Linked DNA regions of Mus musculus: all the other regions are linked to region 4. The links are chromatin contacts, called in public HiChIP or PLAC-seq and promoter capture Hi-C maps. All regions are on one chromosome and are shown on one strand. The core of a region is the stretch at or near the end of the contact, and the rest is flanking DNA. Distances in the headings are between cores, read along the strand shown.

Evidence for each region. Promoter capture Hi-C pulls out the DNA fragments that hold promoters and counts their contacts. HiChIP or PLAC-seq counts read pairs in DNA pulled down with a chosen protein or histone mark.
Region 1: a contact with region 4 is called in an H3K4me3 HiChIP or PLAC-seq map of bone marrow-derived macrophages, with 3 times the contacts expected there. The contact joins the promoter of Bloc1s2 here to the promoter of Scd4 in region 4. A contact is called at or near these places in 9 of 39 promoter capture datasets (the C10 cell line, the HPC-7 cell line, HPC-7-derived erythroid cells and 7 more), 1 of 484 Hi-C or Micro-C datasets (cumulus cells), 5 of 115 datasets of contacts at active chromatin or transcription factors (bone marrow-derived macrophages, embryonic stem cells, fetal liver and 2 more) and 2 of 9 other capture datasets (liver and pancreatic islet).
Region 2: a contact with region 4 is called in a promoter capture Hi-C map of embryonic stem cells, with 2.0 times the contacts expected there. The contact joins the promoter of Pkd2l1 here to the promoter of Scd4 in region 4. A contact is called at or near these places in 24 of 39 promoter capture datasets (the 3T3-L1 cell line, the C10 cell line, the HPC-7 cell line and 15 more), 1 of 15 datasets of contacts at CTCF or cohesin (pro-B cells), 3 of 484 Hi-C or Micro-C datasets (the CH12 cell line, Th2 cells and embryonic stem cells), 1 of 115 datasets of contacts at active chromatin or transcription factors (embryonic stem cells) and 4 of 9 other capture datasets (adipose tissue, liver, macrophages and 1 more).
Region 3: a promoter capture Hi-C map of the C10 cell line shows a contact between it and region 4, with 2.8 times the contacts expected there. The contact joins the enhancer-like site here to the promoter of Scd4 in region 4. A contact is called at or near these places in 7 of 39 promoter capture datasets (the C10 cell line, embryonic stem cells, hematopoietic stem and progenitor cells and 3 more), 1 of 15 datasets of contacts at CTCF or cohesin (the NIH/3T3 cell line), 2 of 115 datasets of contacts at active chromatin or transcription factors (embryonic stem cells and kidney) and 1 of 9 other capture datasets (liver).

What each region holds. Positions count from the first base shown.
Region 1 is chr19:44,144,030-44,147,725 of GRCm38.p6, forward strand. It overlaps Bloc1s2 (biogenesis of lysosomal organelles complex-1, subunit 2), which reads right to left and starts at 2,417. Exons shown (of 5, transcript NM_028607.1): 1 at 2,330-2,417; 2 at 1,912-2,028. The coding sequence starts at 2,387. Pkd2l1 (polycystic kidney disease 2-like 1) reads right to left here. Exons shown (of 15, transcript NM_181422.3): 15 at 3,608-3,696.
Region 2 is chr19:44,190,424-44,194,320 of GRCm38.p6, forward strand. It overlaps Pkd2l1 (polycystic kidney disease 2-like 1), which reads right to left and starts at 2,019. Exons shown (of 15, transcript NM_181422.3): 1 at 1,617-2,019; 2 at 998-1,111. The coding sequence starts at 1,851.
Region 3 is chr19:44,472,311-44,476,196 of GRCm38.p6, forward strand. No RefSeq gene overlaps it. Among named protein-coding and RNA genes, the nearest start is that of Wnt8b, 19 kb to the right of the region's middle. Within about 2 kb of position 2,026, at least 25 of the 459 cell types and tissues checked have an H3K27ac peak or open chromatin away from gene starts, as enhancers often do.
Region 4 is chr19:44,331,183-44,334,884 of GRCm38.p6, forward strand. It overlaps Scd4 (stearoyl-coenzyme A desaturase 4), which reads left to right and starts at 2,144. Exons shown (of 6, transcript NM_183216.3): 1 at 2,144-2,333; 2 at 2,812-3,079. The coding sequence starts at 2,310.

The DNA of each region.
Region 1 (3,696 bases), core at 1,167-3,666, 190 kb before region 4:
CAGGCCCAGTGAGTAAATGGTAAATGACAGTTTTTCCTCTGCAAAAAGCATGTGTGCAAGTAAGCACGGCAGCCATGGAGAGAGAATACTGGCTTAACTGTTTGATAATCACTTAGAAACTTTACAATTTTAAGTAATTATCTAAAAAAAAAAAAAGAAAGAAAAAAATCTACTTAAGGGTGCAAATGTAGCTCACTGGACAAAGCAATCGCTTTGCCTATGCAAAGCCCCGGGTTCAGTGCCCAGCGATTCCATACAAACTGCTCCATTTCCTGAGAAGTCAATCTAGGTCCAGAAGAGGTCCACCAATAAGCTCTTCCTTAGTGATCTTTCTGCGTAGTCTCCATCCCTGCCACCTCACAGGTGGCTCCTCTGCAACGATCAGTCTCAGTTCTGCACTACCACTTGGGTGTTCCAGTAACGGCTACAAACAGCTGAGCCAGAGCTGCGTTTCCCACAGAAACACGGTTCCTCTTGTCAGCTTCCCTATTTTGGTTGTTGGTCCTACCCACACGAACAAGTACCTTAGCCTGCTCAGTACCGGATAAAGTCTACATCTGCATTGTGCTCACGCCCAAACTCTCCATTCTTCTTATCTTCACTCTGCCTCAGATTCCCGATACTTTCTGGACAACTGTTCCTCTTCTCTCTTCCACAGTTGTTCTCGAGGCCATCAAGTCATAATCTCTCTAAAACAAGGGCCACACACTTGGAAGCCAGCAGAGGAATGTGTATGGGTGGAGTAACACAAGTGTTTATATAATAAACACACAAGGAAACCATCATTCCCTCTTCGGAGGAGTGTGCGGAGGAGTGTGCGCCCTCTCAGCCCAGCACTCCCTACTAGTTCTGAGGCACTGGGTCAGACAACTCCATCTCTAAACTACAGCAAATGGAAAAAAAAACAAGAGAACAAGAACAGTGCTAACCAGCAAAGGCCACAAGATCACACTAAAGGACCAGCCAGTGGTGACACAAACCAGATTATCCAGTCTTCTTAAAAGGCTGCAAAACCCTGGTCAAGTAGAGCCCTACTAAGTAAGTTACGATAGACTTCAGAATTTGTGGGGAGAACCCATATATCTGGATTTTTGTTACTTGGTCTCTCTTGCTCAAAAATAAGTGAACGATCAGGCAGAGAAAATCTGCGACTTACAACCCCCCAACTTCTCTACTAAACCTTTCCTCATAGATCCTGGTTCACAAATTGGGCTCACAGAAAAATTTCCTGGGGTGGGGCCTGTGAGAGGGCCCTTGCTACCAAGCCTGAAGATCAGAGCGTGGTCCTCGTGACCTACGTGGTCTAAGAAGAGGACCAACTCTCGAAAGTCGTTCTAAGCCACACACACACACACACACAGAGAGAGAGAGAGAGAGAGAGAGAGAGTAATTTTTTCACAGAGCAGTGAAACAGTATAAGTTCTTATGTCACCCCAGAAGGTCCAGCCTCTGCTTTCTGACTCTGCCTCAGACACAGACACAGATGCAGACGCAGGGACACTGAACTAAAATCTAACCGTGTCCCACGGGTGGGTCAGCAAATCTTCAGACTAACCTTCAGGTTTCATCAAATGCTTGCTTACTCCAGCTCTTTTACTAACTGGACTGTTTCACGTACCCCCCCCCTTCCATTTCCTTCACAACTCTGCTTAAAATATACTTCTCCCCCGGCGGGGCACTTCTGGACTAACAGTGTGGAATTCTTGTTGTTGGCCTTTATGACAAGAGGCCTGCAGATTTGTGTTTCAAAAGTGGTTGGTGTGCTTCCCTGGGGAAAGACAAGGGGGAGAGCGGCTCCTTTCCTCCCATTCAACCATGGACTGACCAGAGGCTGCTAAAGCACCATTCAGATTTCCGTGAAGTCAAATGCAAATACACAGCTGGGATCAGCCAGAAGGGGTTGCGTATCACCTGTCAGTTCCCCAGTCAAATATGTGGCCATTTTGGAGAACATGTCCCGGCAGAGCTCATTGATGTCAGCTTCGGCAGGCTCCTTTGCTTCCTCGGCTGTCTCCACCGCAGCATCATCTGGCAAGGTGTGGGTGGGAGGTGAGGAGTAAACGTCCTATCCCCAGACCTAATCCAGCCAAAGCGGACGGTTCCTAAGTCCCTCCCGACTTGGGCTCCCGCCGCCTTCGTTCTCCTCCTGCCACCATCCCGTCCCTTCTCCTCGCACCCGCCCACCTGAAACGCCAACTCCGTTCCCATGCTCAGGAGCTAGGCTTTCGTCTCAGTGCCCTGACTGCGGTAGACAGGTCCACCGGCTCCTGCATCCGGACCTAGCCTCCCCACCATCAGCCGCCGCATCTCCATCCACACAGGGTAGTACCTCGAGGTGGCTGCTCCTCCCGTCGCGTCGCCGGGACGCCCTCCGCAGCCGCCGCCATGCCCGACCCAAGGCTGCTTCCGGTTCTAAGGGCATCTGCGCGTGCGCCCCGCGGGTGCCCCGCCCCGCCGCTTGCTCACAGCTTCCTTGCTTTGATCGGCTTGCCCAAGTCACACCTCAAATAAGGACCTTTTATCAAAGTCCAAGCATGAAGCTGAAACTGAAGCTAAGGCTATTGCGAATTAGCCCGTTACTGAGATCACAGTACCTGGTTGGCAATGCGTTCGTCCCTGCAGCCACACTCTAGAACGGTCACTTGTGCCAGCCACGGCCTGTCTTGGGTTGTGGACCCATCATAACATGTCAGCTAAAGTTATTGGAGAGAGGTGGCCTCCTCCCCAGACACCAGCACCCTGACATGTTTTGTTCATCAAAGAATTGTTCAGGGATTCGCTTTTACAGGGTGTCTCCCACAAGATTTCGGCCTTGAATCTTCTTTTTTTTTTTTTTTGGTTTTTCGAGACAGGATTTTTCTGTGTAGCCCTGGCTGTCTTGGAACTCACTTTGTAGACCAGGCTGGCCTCAAACTCAGAAATCAGGGATTAAAGGCATGTGCCACCACCGCCCGGCTTTGGCCTTGATTCTTGATGGAATCTCCCTTACCTTTCCCATAGGCCTTGGACTAGTATCAACTCTCTGACTCACATCTCTTGAAGTGCAAGCTAGCCCCTAATGTTTAGTTGAAAGGACCTCTCTTGAAGGAAACTTCCGACGTCACTGACACATAGGTTATCTTGATTATACTTAGTTGTTGCACGCGTCTAGCGGGTTTACGGAATGCTTGGGGGAGGGGGGTGGTGAGAACAGGTGGGGGTGACAGGGATGAATAGAAGGCTCAGTGTGAGGGAATGAGAGTCACTGGAGAGGGGGAAAGAGGTGTGTAAGGGTTTTCAGGATGCAGGCTCCTGAGCATCCAAAATCTTAAGTGTAGAGTTTTTGACTAAGTTTAACTTAGTCTTGGTTATCCTCTAATCTCCTCTCTGAAGACTGATTCTCCCTAGACTGATTCTCCTTCTCTCCACTCCTTTCTATAGGATAATCAAAGTACCCGCCGTTTCAAACATTCCTATGAACCAAGGCTTCTTATTTCAAGATTGCTGGGAGAAGCAACCTCCCTGAGATTGACATGGCCCCCAGTACATTCCAGAGAGTGTACAACAATGTCTTACACTCTTATCCTTCTCTCTTCTCTCAATAGCCCCAGAAGGAAATGCAAAGACGTGGTTTTCTAAAGAATTTTATTGCTAATCACCTTGGAACCTCACATTGTCCTATGACGAAGAGAGCCAGAGACCACCACATATTAGTCC
Region 2 (3,897 bases), core at 769-3,268, 140 kb before region 4:
AGCACAGGCTAGGCCCAGCAAGTGCACCTCACCAGCCACCAGAGGAATGCACAGCTATGGCAGGACCAGATGAAGCTTCCAGTCACACCTCTCTTATTAGACCTTCACCCTCACTTGCCAGTGATTTGCGCATCCTAAGAAGCAGAAAGCCAGCCGGGTGTGGTGGTGCACACCTTTAATCCCAGCACTCGGGAGGCAGAGGCAGATGGATTTCTGAGTTGGAGGCCAGCCTGGTCTACAAAGTGAGTTCCAGAACAGCCAGGGCTATACAGAGAAACCCTGTCTCGAAAAACAAAAAACAAAAAGAAGCAGAAAGCCTGGGAAGACAGGATGCTGCGGTGGGGGGTGGGGGTGTGTGTGTGTGCAAGCTTCAACTCTGGTCAGAAACACCAGTTGCTCTATAACTCTTAGCTGAATACGCACAGCATAGGTCCCCTCACCTACAGGCCGAGTAGCATCTGTGTGCTCCAGCTTGCTCACAGCCTACACTGTGGTATTGCTACATCTCTGAACCTGGACATCAAAGCTCCCCAGATAGTGTCCCACACTATTGAACCCCAAACCCTCTTCTCAGAAACTCTCCGAAGCCTGAATCATTTTCTTTCTGGCCCTAAGAAACACGGATCATGTGTTACACAGTAACCAATCACACAAAACCCACTAAATAAAAGAGGGGACCCTCTACCCTTTACAAAGGGTTCAACATTTCCACCGGTCAACACAATACGGTGGCTGCTGGCTCAGTAGTAGGCACTTGGATGTGAAAATCAGGTTACCTAGTAATCTCAGACGAATCTCCTTTTATTAACAATATTTCCACCCACTGGGATTCCTCCATTGAACTCAGTGTGAGAAGCCATAGGAGTTGCTTATTGGTATTTACACAAAATTCCCAGGATCCGCTTGCCTAACACAGATGAATACTGCCTGGGAGGTACAGACATTTTACACACTCGTGCCTCTTACAGGCAGATGGTCACAGGCAGCGGCTACTCACACAGACAGATGTCCACGAGGAACACTATGTATACCACAAGCTCCCTCAGGGTGGTCTTGACATAAAGCTCCCTGTTCTCGGCTGTGTTCTCAGTCAGCGTTGTCCCCCACAGTCCTACGGGCGTAGAAAGAAGCTCTGAGTCCCCAACAGCACATCATTTTAGTTATCCAGCCCTCCCTGTCCCTACCCCATCTCCACTGGTCCTTCCTCACCCATCCTGTAACCCCCGGGACCTGACACCCACACCCCTGCCTCCCTGCCTGCCTGCCTGCCCTCCTACAAAGTCTCTGTGAGAGACAGGGTGAGGTTACTGGGTCAGAGTGAGGCTGTGAACAGGGCAGGCATCTGTTTCAGGTGGGGTGGTCTAGAGCCTCCTCACTTCAGTGTTCCATGAACCACGCTCTCCCACAACTCCTGGATTCCAAGGTAATGACTGTGCTAAGTGAGCTTTCTGGCAGACCAGGAGCCAGGCGTCTGTCCTGGGGCAAGCAATCCTAACACCAGCTAATCAAAGACACCAAGGTTTCTTCTTTGGGTCACTTTTGTCCCCCTCTCAAACCTAAGGTCGTCCCTTCTCTGACTCTAACTCTCCAGGAAAACCTCTCCTTGTGCCCCGTACCTCTGATGCTCCGACAGATATGGAGACAGCAGCTGGACACCAGGGTTCTCTGTGTCTTCTCCTGGCATCTGACTTCTGGCTTTTTGGGTTGAGTCTCAGGGAGAGCCACACTGGAGACAGTGCAGATCCTCAGCGTCCTGTTCGGGGAAGGAGGGTCGCTGTAGGCAGGATTGTCCCAGGCTCTGTTCCCCAGGGTTTGTAGCTCCTGATTCTTGGGGCTTTCCATACTATTCATGGGGACAGGAGGTAGAAACCTGCCACCACAGGTGCCCACTCTCACAGGAGACACAGGGACAAAGACCCAGACTGACACTGGTAGCAGAGAGCCCAGGCAGTATTGTCTAAGAGCAGCTGATCCTTTCAACCTCGGCCTCCTGTCTGGGTGGGGGAGCTGAGCTCACATAGGAGAGGGAGCAGGAAGGATGCAGATGGTCATCAATCCTTCAATGAGCTCTCTCTCTCTCTTTTCTCTCTCTCTCTCTCTCTCTCTCTCTCTCTCTCTCTCTCTCTGACACAAAAGGAATGGAACTATAAGGGGAACTGGAATTGAGAAAAGAAAGGGGTGTGAGGATGTTATGCAGACAGACTAGAAGGATGGGGGAGGGGAGCAGGGGGGTGTGCTAGGGCCAGATAGAACCCGGAGTAGGATGTTCAAATCTCCAACTGTTGAGTTGGTCAAAGGGCAGGGACAACGGGGGAGGAGGGAGGGAGCAGTAGAGAAGCTAGGAGAAGAAAGGGTTGCAGAGCTCTGTGGTGGGTGTGAGCTGATACCACTTAAAAAAAAAAAAGGCTTAAAGGGACTACCATGGATTAGGGTGAGGACCAAGCCCAGGGATGTGTTCCTTGACAGCTCTATCAGTAGTCTCCCAGGCCCTTCAGTGTGCCTCCTTCAGCTGTCCCCTGGTGACTGGAGAAGGAGGCTCCCAGTGTGCCCTTCCCTTAGAGGTCAGTGAAAGACACAGGTGAAGGCAATCAGGCTGTCAGATCTTAAGAGATAGGGTCTCTGCTGGTGACAAGAAAAGGAATGCAGAGTTCCAGGCTGGCTTTCTTTCCCTGACGTTTGGCTTCATGGCTTAATGGTGACACACACCCTTAGAGATGGACCTCTTGAGCATGTGGGGCTGGGTAGGGAAGGCATAACTCGGGGCCTAGGGCAAGGGTGAGGTGACATCTGTCTGTACCAGATGATCTGGTCAATCTTTTCCTGGGACGTGACTTAGCACTAGAACTGTAAGCTTCAGCATAAACTGAGTCCGAGAGCTCTTGGGACCAGCAGCATCCCGTCTTGCTCGCTTTCCTGAATGGAGACTTGGCGTGGACCTCTGGTCACAGTACTGCTTGTGCCCAGCTCTGGCCTTTGCTCATTTGCCCAGGTTTCCCTGTAAGCAAGAGCTGTGGCCCAGAATAGTGCTCCTGCTGAAATGTTGGTAGTTGTTCATCCAAGGTGCTGCAGGGGACTCTTCTAACCAAGGATCTTTGCCTACAGTTACTTTAGCCACATTGGCTTCAAGTCTGCCTTCAAGTTCAGCAAAGCATAGCAGCCTGGAGGAGATCTCCAGCCTCAAGTACTCCCAGAGGAAGAACTTAACCTGGTTTAAGCTCCACCCCCTGATTAAGCCATGTTTCCTAAATCCTAAGACAGGGAAGAAAGGTCATGCTCCCTGAACCTGTGACATGAATTTCTTGGCCAAGGCCAGGACACTGGAAAGGATTGACTCTCTCCATGGTCTGACCCTCCCTAGAAGGACAAGTGTCCATCTCTCCGCTGTTCCAGTCAGTGAGATCCACTGCGGTGCCAGCTTTCCTTGGAGAGAAGGGCGAGAAGCTGGGCCGGGGGGAAGCATCTTGCATTGGATCAGCTGAGCGAGGAGGGAGCCAAGAGCCTTTTAGGCAATTGCACAAGGACTCCAGACTTCTATCTAACTTTGGACCCTGAGGTGGAGTCAGGAACAGGGTGACAACAGTGTGGTCCTTGATAAAGCAAAGGGAGGAGCATTCAATGGCTTCCCAGTCCCTTGGGCAATCCTGAATTCTGGAGGAAGCCTGAGATCAGCTGAGAGAGGTCTGAGTGGACCTGAGGACACTCCTCCTCGCGTGACAAGTCTCCTCATGTGACAGAGCTCCAGGCCACATCGTCACTCTCCTGGAACCCATCCAGTCCCTTTTCCTGCTCATGACTGAGCCCTTTTCCTCGTGTGTGGATCACACTATACCGCCCTATGGGGCAGGCTATGCCGCGCAGGTTGAGAAATCTCAGAAGAAAAAGAAGTCACAAATCAAA
Region 3 (3,886 bases), core at 776-3,275, 140 kb after region 4:
AGAGAGAGAGAGAGAGAGAGAGAGAGAGAGAGAGAGAGAGAGGGATGGGGGAACAGAGAGCATACACAAACACATATGCATGCACATAGGTGAAATAAATACACATACCTAAAAAAATAATAAAAATAAATCTTAAAAACCAGTGAACTTTCCCCTCACCCAGTTAGGATGGCTGTTATCAAAGAGACAACACAACAAAACAAACCTTCCCCTTCAAAAAAACCAATAAGACAGTTGTTAAAGGGAACAGTAACTCTAACAGTCATAAAAACAATCTAGAAATTTCTCACAAAACTGAATATAGAAGCCATAGGCATCAGTGACCCCACAACTGGTATAAGTTCAAAGATGGTGGCATTGTTACCCCCAAAAGACACTTGTGCTCCCATGGTGATTACGGCGCTGTTCACAATGATAAAAGTGTGAAATCACCCACACGCCTTTCAGAGGATGGGTAGAGTTTGAAATGTGGTGTATGCAATGGTGTATTAGTCAGCCACAAACAAGAATGAAGACCTGTGACTTGCAGCAACACAGGTGGAACCGGAGGTCATTGTGTCAGATGCAATAAGCCAGACACAAAAAGTTCAAATACAGTGTTCTCGGAAACTATTAAGTTAATCTTTTATAGGATGGAATCATATTGACTCAAGGATAACATTTCCAACATATAAAAATAACCAGCGTTTGGGCCAGCCAGATGCTCAGTGGGTGGTCGCACTCGCTATTTATGACCAGTGACCTGAATTTGACCCTCAGGTCACACACAATGGAAGGAGAGAACCAACTCCCACATTATCCTCTGATCTCTACGTATGTGCCATGCCTATTACACTGCCCACACACACACTCACAGAGTAAATAAAGTAATTTAATAATAACTTTAAAGGATAACTCATGTTTGAAGAGAAGGAAATGTTTACTATCCCGATTGATTATTATACATTGTATGCATTGAACTGCCATAAATTACCAGTTGTGCTGTATAAAGATATACAAATACTATGCAGCATTGAAGTGTCTTTAATTAATTAAAAAAAACCCAACCAAGTAGTTGAGTAGACATTTATATATTCTCTATTATATAGTCATTCTGGGTGTATTGATTTCGCTGAGTCACTAATCGTGCCATTGATAAGAGTGTGTCCAGGAGCAACCATCAGAAATGTAAAATGGGAGAGGAAAGAATTTTACCAGGTGGGGACCAATTAAAACATGTGTAATTAAACCAGATGTGGTGGTGCTTGCCTTTAATTCCAGCAGAGGTAGGTGTGTCTCAGAGTTCAAGGCTAGCCTGGTCTACATAGTAAGTCCCTGGGACCGCCAGAGCTACATTAAGGAGGGAGAGGGGGAGAGGAGAGAAACCTTACTGGAGCTGGAGAGATGGCCCAATGGTTAAGTGTATTACTGCTCTTGAAGACGAATGGTGTTCCGTTCCCACACTCATAAGCAGCTACAACTGTAACTCTAGTCCCAGGGTATGTGAGCATTCTGGCTTCTGTGGGCACATGCATGCACTTGGTACTCATAAGCAAATGTGTCTTCACACACATACAAATCAATAAAGGCAATAATAAGCCTTAGACAAATACCCTCAACAACAACAAAACAACAAAACCAGTACTATTGTGACCCAACACTGTCCTACCAACACAAACCTACCTGTCACAGTGTTGAAATATCACTAAAAGAGAAGCCTAATGTGTCAAGTAATGTCTGACCCATGTACATATTAAAAAAGAATTCTCTCGAAGAAGTGTCTGTCAGACTTGTATTTAGAAAGCCACCCAGAACACCAACCATGACAGTCAATTAAGTTCAACTTCAAGACAAGGCTAGCTCCCGCCTCAGCACTTAGTCTCTTCCAGTTTATTCTAGTTTCACAACGTGGATGACTGAGGTTTCAGACACAGATCTCCAACCCCATGTCCTTTCCATGGAGTTCTCCTCAGGCACCCATGACCTCCAGACAGTCCCTACGTAGACATGTAGGGACGTGCTGCCCCCTGCAGGACACGTGGGCACCTGCAGCCTCTGGATCTACTAAAGTGCCATCCTGCGACGTGCTTGGCGCTGTAGTGTTTGTTCCTTTCCACTGTGCGGCGCTGCTGTTCCGAGTGTTACTGTCCTCCCTGCAAGGGGCAGGAAAACTTCATGACTGCAGGAACCAGGCATAAAAAGGCATAAACAGGGAGGTAGGAAAAGGGGGAGATCACAGAAAGAAGCTGGCAGGCTATTTATGTCCACTGGCTTTCCTTAGAATCCTCCTCATCTGGTCCTTTCCATGAGGAAAGCCACCCCAACTCTCAACACCCCTTTCTTGGGATGCTTCCAAAAGTTCCCAAACCTGGCTTCCAACACAATCGCCAAGGGAAATCTCTTACAGACTTCCAGATTGCTTCCCAGGAAAGTCTGACTCCTAAATGTGGGGAGACATTCGGTCACCATTCCCTCAGATCTCACCAGATGTTGTTGTTGTGTGGTTTACAAAGAAATAAGAGAGCAGAGGCAATCTTAAGGGGCTTGGCCCTTGTGGGACTCCGTGAACTCCCTTTTCTTAGTTCAGTAACAATGAACAGAATTCTGCTGTATGCTCTAGGGATCTGCATGCCCAGGGCAGCCTGCTCAGTTTCCTGAAGCCCATTTAGTGAGTGGCCCTGTGACCCACCTTGTCATGGATTCCAAGAACCAAGCTGCAGTGTCCCCTTTCTTCAGTGTACTGAGAGCGTCCTAGGGAGGGAAACAGGACAGGACCTGGCTGTCCTCAGCATCAGTCAGATCTGGGTTTGTGTCCTGAATTAACATTTTCCTCGCTGTGGGATGATTTAAAATGTCTCCTAATGTTTCCTGTTCCTGACAGCAAACGGAGACAGTCACCTGCCTGCCTCCGAGGCTGCTGTAAGCCTTAAATGTGATCCTGGTCTCTACTGAGCACCCAGGCTGCCCATGGTGTCTAGCAAGTGTCAGCTCTTCCCAGCAGTGAGAACAGCCTTACTGCTATCTCTTCAATGCTGCTCTCTTCAATGCCCTCCACTCCCGTGAACCCACAATGCGCATGGGGTTTTATGCCCTGTTCTGAAGACAGCTGCTTGGCCTCAGCACCAACATCCCATGAAGAAAAGAAAGCCAAGAAGTGTCCGACCTCTGGAGACTCAAGGCTCTTGGACAAGCGCACAGGGTCACTAGGCACTTTTCCATAGCAGGACTTAAGCCAAATGGTCTGCACTTGTTCCTGTAATATACGGGAAAACTCACAACTATGGCCTTCTTCCCTCCAGCCTGCAGTTGCTAACAGAACAGCCCAATGTTACCACACAATTCCTCAACTTCTGCGTCTTTCTTTTCTTCATAAAAAAACACAATGTCCTTTGTATCACCTTAGCCATTTTAAGTGCTATATATCTGTGTAGTTGTGAAACAATCTATCCTACTTCTTTTATCCTTGAGTCGGCTCTCTTTCCGCATCTTACTTCCTTGTGATGGCGCCTGGCATTCAGACTCAGCATCTCTGGCATCCATCCTTGAATACTTCCATCCCTCTGACTAACACTCATTGGTTCCACGGCATTCTGTGGGCCGACCCATTACTCCCTGTGCAGTTCCAGCTACACCATTCTAATCTAGATCCTTATTATTTCTGATCTGTGCAGTGCAAGAGTTTTCTCGGTGATTTTCCTGTCTCACTCTTACTCCAATCTTTATTTTATCCTGGGTCAAGGAGCGAGGCATGGCAGGAATCGATCCCAAGACCGCGCCAATGCAAGTTAACCTCGTCCATAAATGCTTTTGATCATGACGTCCCTTCATTCATAAACATCTTCACTGAAGCTGGTCGTGGTGGCACAGGCCTGTTACCTCAACCTTCAGGAGCCTGAGGCAGGAGAAG
Region 4 (3,702 bases), core at 894-3,393:
GTCAGGCAGGGCTCCTGCCATGAGGAGGCTTATGGTTTACCCGTGAGATGGACTTGCAAACTGGTTTTTGGTTTTTTGGTTTTTTTGGTTTTTTGGTTTTTTGGTTTTTTGGTTTTTTTGTTTTTTTTTGGTTTTTTGGTTTTTTGGTTTTTTGGTTTTTTGTTTTTTTTGGTTTTTTTTGGTTTTTTGGTTTTTTGGTTTTTTGGTTTTTTGGTTTTTTGGTTTTTTGGTTTTTTGGTTTTTTGGTTTTTTGGTTTTTTGGTTTTTTGGTTTTTTGGTTTTTTGGTTTTTTGGTTTTTTGGTTTTTTGGTTTTTTGGTTTTTTGGTTTTTTTGGTTTTTTTGGTTTTTTGGTTTTTGGTTTGTTTTTCCAGACAAGGTTTCTGTCTATAGTCCTGGCTGTCCTGGAACTTGCTTGGTAGACCAGGCTGGCCTCAAACTCATAGAGATCCACCTGCCTCTGCCTCCCAAGTGCTGGGATGAAAAATGTACACCACCATGCCCAGTGCAAACAAGTCTCAATATGGCTGTTAAAATAAAATTGTGGGGTCAAAGCAAAGCAAAGTATGTGGGGAGCCAAAAGGACTGTGGGGTCCCTCGCTGTTTGATAAGAGGGGAAGAGGATGGAGAGGCCAAGGAAGCTTTCACAGAGGGACAAGTTGGTCATGCTTGCCCTCATATAGTCTCCTTTGTGTGTGTGTGGGGGGGAAGTGTACAGGGGAGATGTCTATCTCAGGAGACCCTAGTGAATGCAAATCCCTGCAGTTTGAGCTTCCTCATCCTGCTGTGAATCTACTGAAGACGGCCTGTGAAGTCATTTTGTCTTGGGACTCTAGGCCAGCATCGCTTTCCGAGCAGGGTTTGAGCCTGGGCTCTGGCATCTTGCCTACTATGATCAGTTTCTAGCTCTGTGAGTCACTGGCTCCTGGGACCACAGACAAATTATCTGAGCTCTCTATATCTCAACTTCCTTCTCCTTAAAAACCACAGGTCATGGGTCACGGGGAGACTTTTTAAAAAGTTAGTATTAGCTTTTTTTTTTTTTTTTTAAAGTCATTCCATACCAGCTCAGTCTTCTTATTTCACAGGCAAACCTTTGCACCTCTGCTGCCTGTAAACGCCTGTCTGAGGTTCCCACTTTTTCCTTATAGAAGACTCCCAATTCCCAACCTGATGGGAGAATCTTCAGACCTCCCTGCCTGCAGCAGATGTTCCGGGGGCAGGAACATAGGGAAGTAATTAAATGCTAATGTCTGGAGGTGGTTATCCCCTGTGAAACGAGTCCTATGACTGAGCGTGGGCTCAGACACTCAGCCCTGTGCGTGTGACTGTGTGTGTGAGCTGGTCAGAGCATTCTGCGATTCTGCTGAACATCCTGGGCAGGTGGGTGGGGAAGAGCCGCCACTGGCTTGAGATGCTAAGTAAGAAGGCGGGCTATGCACCTGCTCTTGTCTCGAGATCTGGGGGTGGAGGCCAGTCCACCCCCCCTTACCCCCACCACACCTGATGAGTGGAAAGAGAAGGTGGAATTGTGGTGGACACTGATGAGCTGTCCCCACTGTGCAACTGCCCCAGTGTGACACATTTGCCAAGCACCTGTGTTAGTCCTGGGCTTGAACTTGACTCTCACCCCCCAGATTCACTCTTTTCCCACTTTGTGGACATTTTCTACCCTCTATGAAGCTTGAGAACTGGACCCCAGATTCCTCCAGTCATGATGCTGGCAGAGACCCAGGGTCCACAGAGATGAAACCGAGGAGGTTGGCACAGAGGGCTGTCTGCCAGCGAGATAGCAGATTTCTGGATGCCAGAGCCAGGAAGACAAGAGAGTAACAAATTCCTCTGCTCAGAGCTTGCCAGAGTGCTGAGAATACTCCATCTGTCTAGGAATGGGGACAAAGGTGGCTCTCTCTTAGTGTGTGCAGCATCCCATAGCCTTGCCTTAGGTGAATGTGGGCTTTGCTGGCTGTCCTCCCCTCTCTCGCCTTCAGTCTTTATCTCCTCATGGGGCTGCCTTGACTAGCCAGCTCTGAATTCTTTATCCCTTGTTGGCAGTCATGAAGCACATCTGAACAAATACCAGACACAGTCACCAAGTGCCAGCTCTACATACCCTTTAAATCCTGTGCCTGGAAACAACAACACACAGCAGAACTGACTGGTGACACCTGCACAGTTAGCCGGGCATCAACGCAGTACACACAGCGCACAGTGGGCTCTGGACTCAACGCTTCACCGATCCTCAGTCGCTGCAGACCTGGACCTTGCTCTCTCTGCCTTCACAAGAGGATCTAGGCTTCCAAGGAGCAAGATGACGGCCCACTTGCCACAAGAGGTCAGCTTTTCATCAATGACCCCCTCCCTCTAGCACAGGATCTTTGGTACCAGGTGGGACTGTGCTGACTGGAGAGAGGCCAGAGCTGAGAGCTACAGAGACATCTCAGATATCTTATTAGATTTGTATGACCTTCAAGTGAGGGATGTGGCAGTCATGTTGCCAGTTGACTTTAAAGGAAAGAAAGCTCCCGTCCAGCCAATACCTTTCTGCATGCACATGCATTTTCCTTTGTATGTTGCTTGAGGTATGAATGTTTGATCCCCGTCCCTGCCCCTTCACTGTGAGGTTTGATTGTCAACACATTCTAGGTAGTTTCTGGGAAGTTTTCTCTGCTTCATCTAGCACATCTGTACTCTGTCTTCCTATGATCAGGGCACTGGGGTTTCTGCCTCTACTGCCTTGGCTGTATTACAGGAGGACCCCCCCCTTGCTGTCCTATGTATCTGCTTTTGACTTTCACTTCCTCCCGTTGAAGATCTCCAGCAGGTGTAGCACTACCAACATCATGGAACCCCACTCCCGGAGACAGCAGGATGGAGAAGAGAAGATGCCCCTCCAGGCAGAAGATATCCGGCCTGAAATAAAAGATGATCTGTATGACCCCAGCTACCAGGATGAGGAGGGACCCCCGCCCAAGCTGGAGTACGTCTGGAGGAACATCATCTTCATGGCCCTGCTGCACGTGGGAGCCCTGTACGGGATCACACTGGTTCCCTCCTGCAAGGTCTACACCTGGCTCTTGGGTAATCTCCAAACCCTCCGCCCTGGGCCAGCACCCCATGTCTCCCCCGCCCCCAACTCTTTAATAAGGTAGACTCTGATTCTGAAAAGTAGCCGCTCTCTGTCCAGATTTTTCAAGTTTTCTCTCCACTTTCTGAGATACTGATAACTAGACGGGGAACAGAGCCTCGTGGGATTGGGGTACAAGAGTGTCAGATCTGGGGGGTTCTTTAGCTTGGATGCTAAAGTCTATAAAAGGTGGAGGGATAACTGTATGACAAAGGATTGACAGTCTCCTAAAGAGCTTTTCCGTCCAAAAAGCTTTCTGACTTAGCATTGCCTGCCACAGGAAAACTAGAGCCCTTGCTGAGAGGCATGGGGGCTTAATGAGGGGGTATTTGCTTAGTCGGGAGACAGAGTAAAGTAAGACTATCCAGAGGGGATCGCTGGAGAAGAAGGAATAAAATGGGATTACCAACAAAAAATATTTGTATGTGATTCTGACCAGGACAGGCTTGTTTGCCCCAGAGAAAGATGAGGCAGGTTCCCACACGGTCCAAGTACACTGGTGTAGAGTTCTGCTGCTCCAGGTCCGTCCTGTCAGTTAGCAAGATGTTCTTAAAATGACAAAAATAGAGGGGGAGGG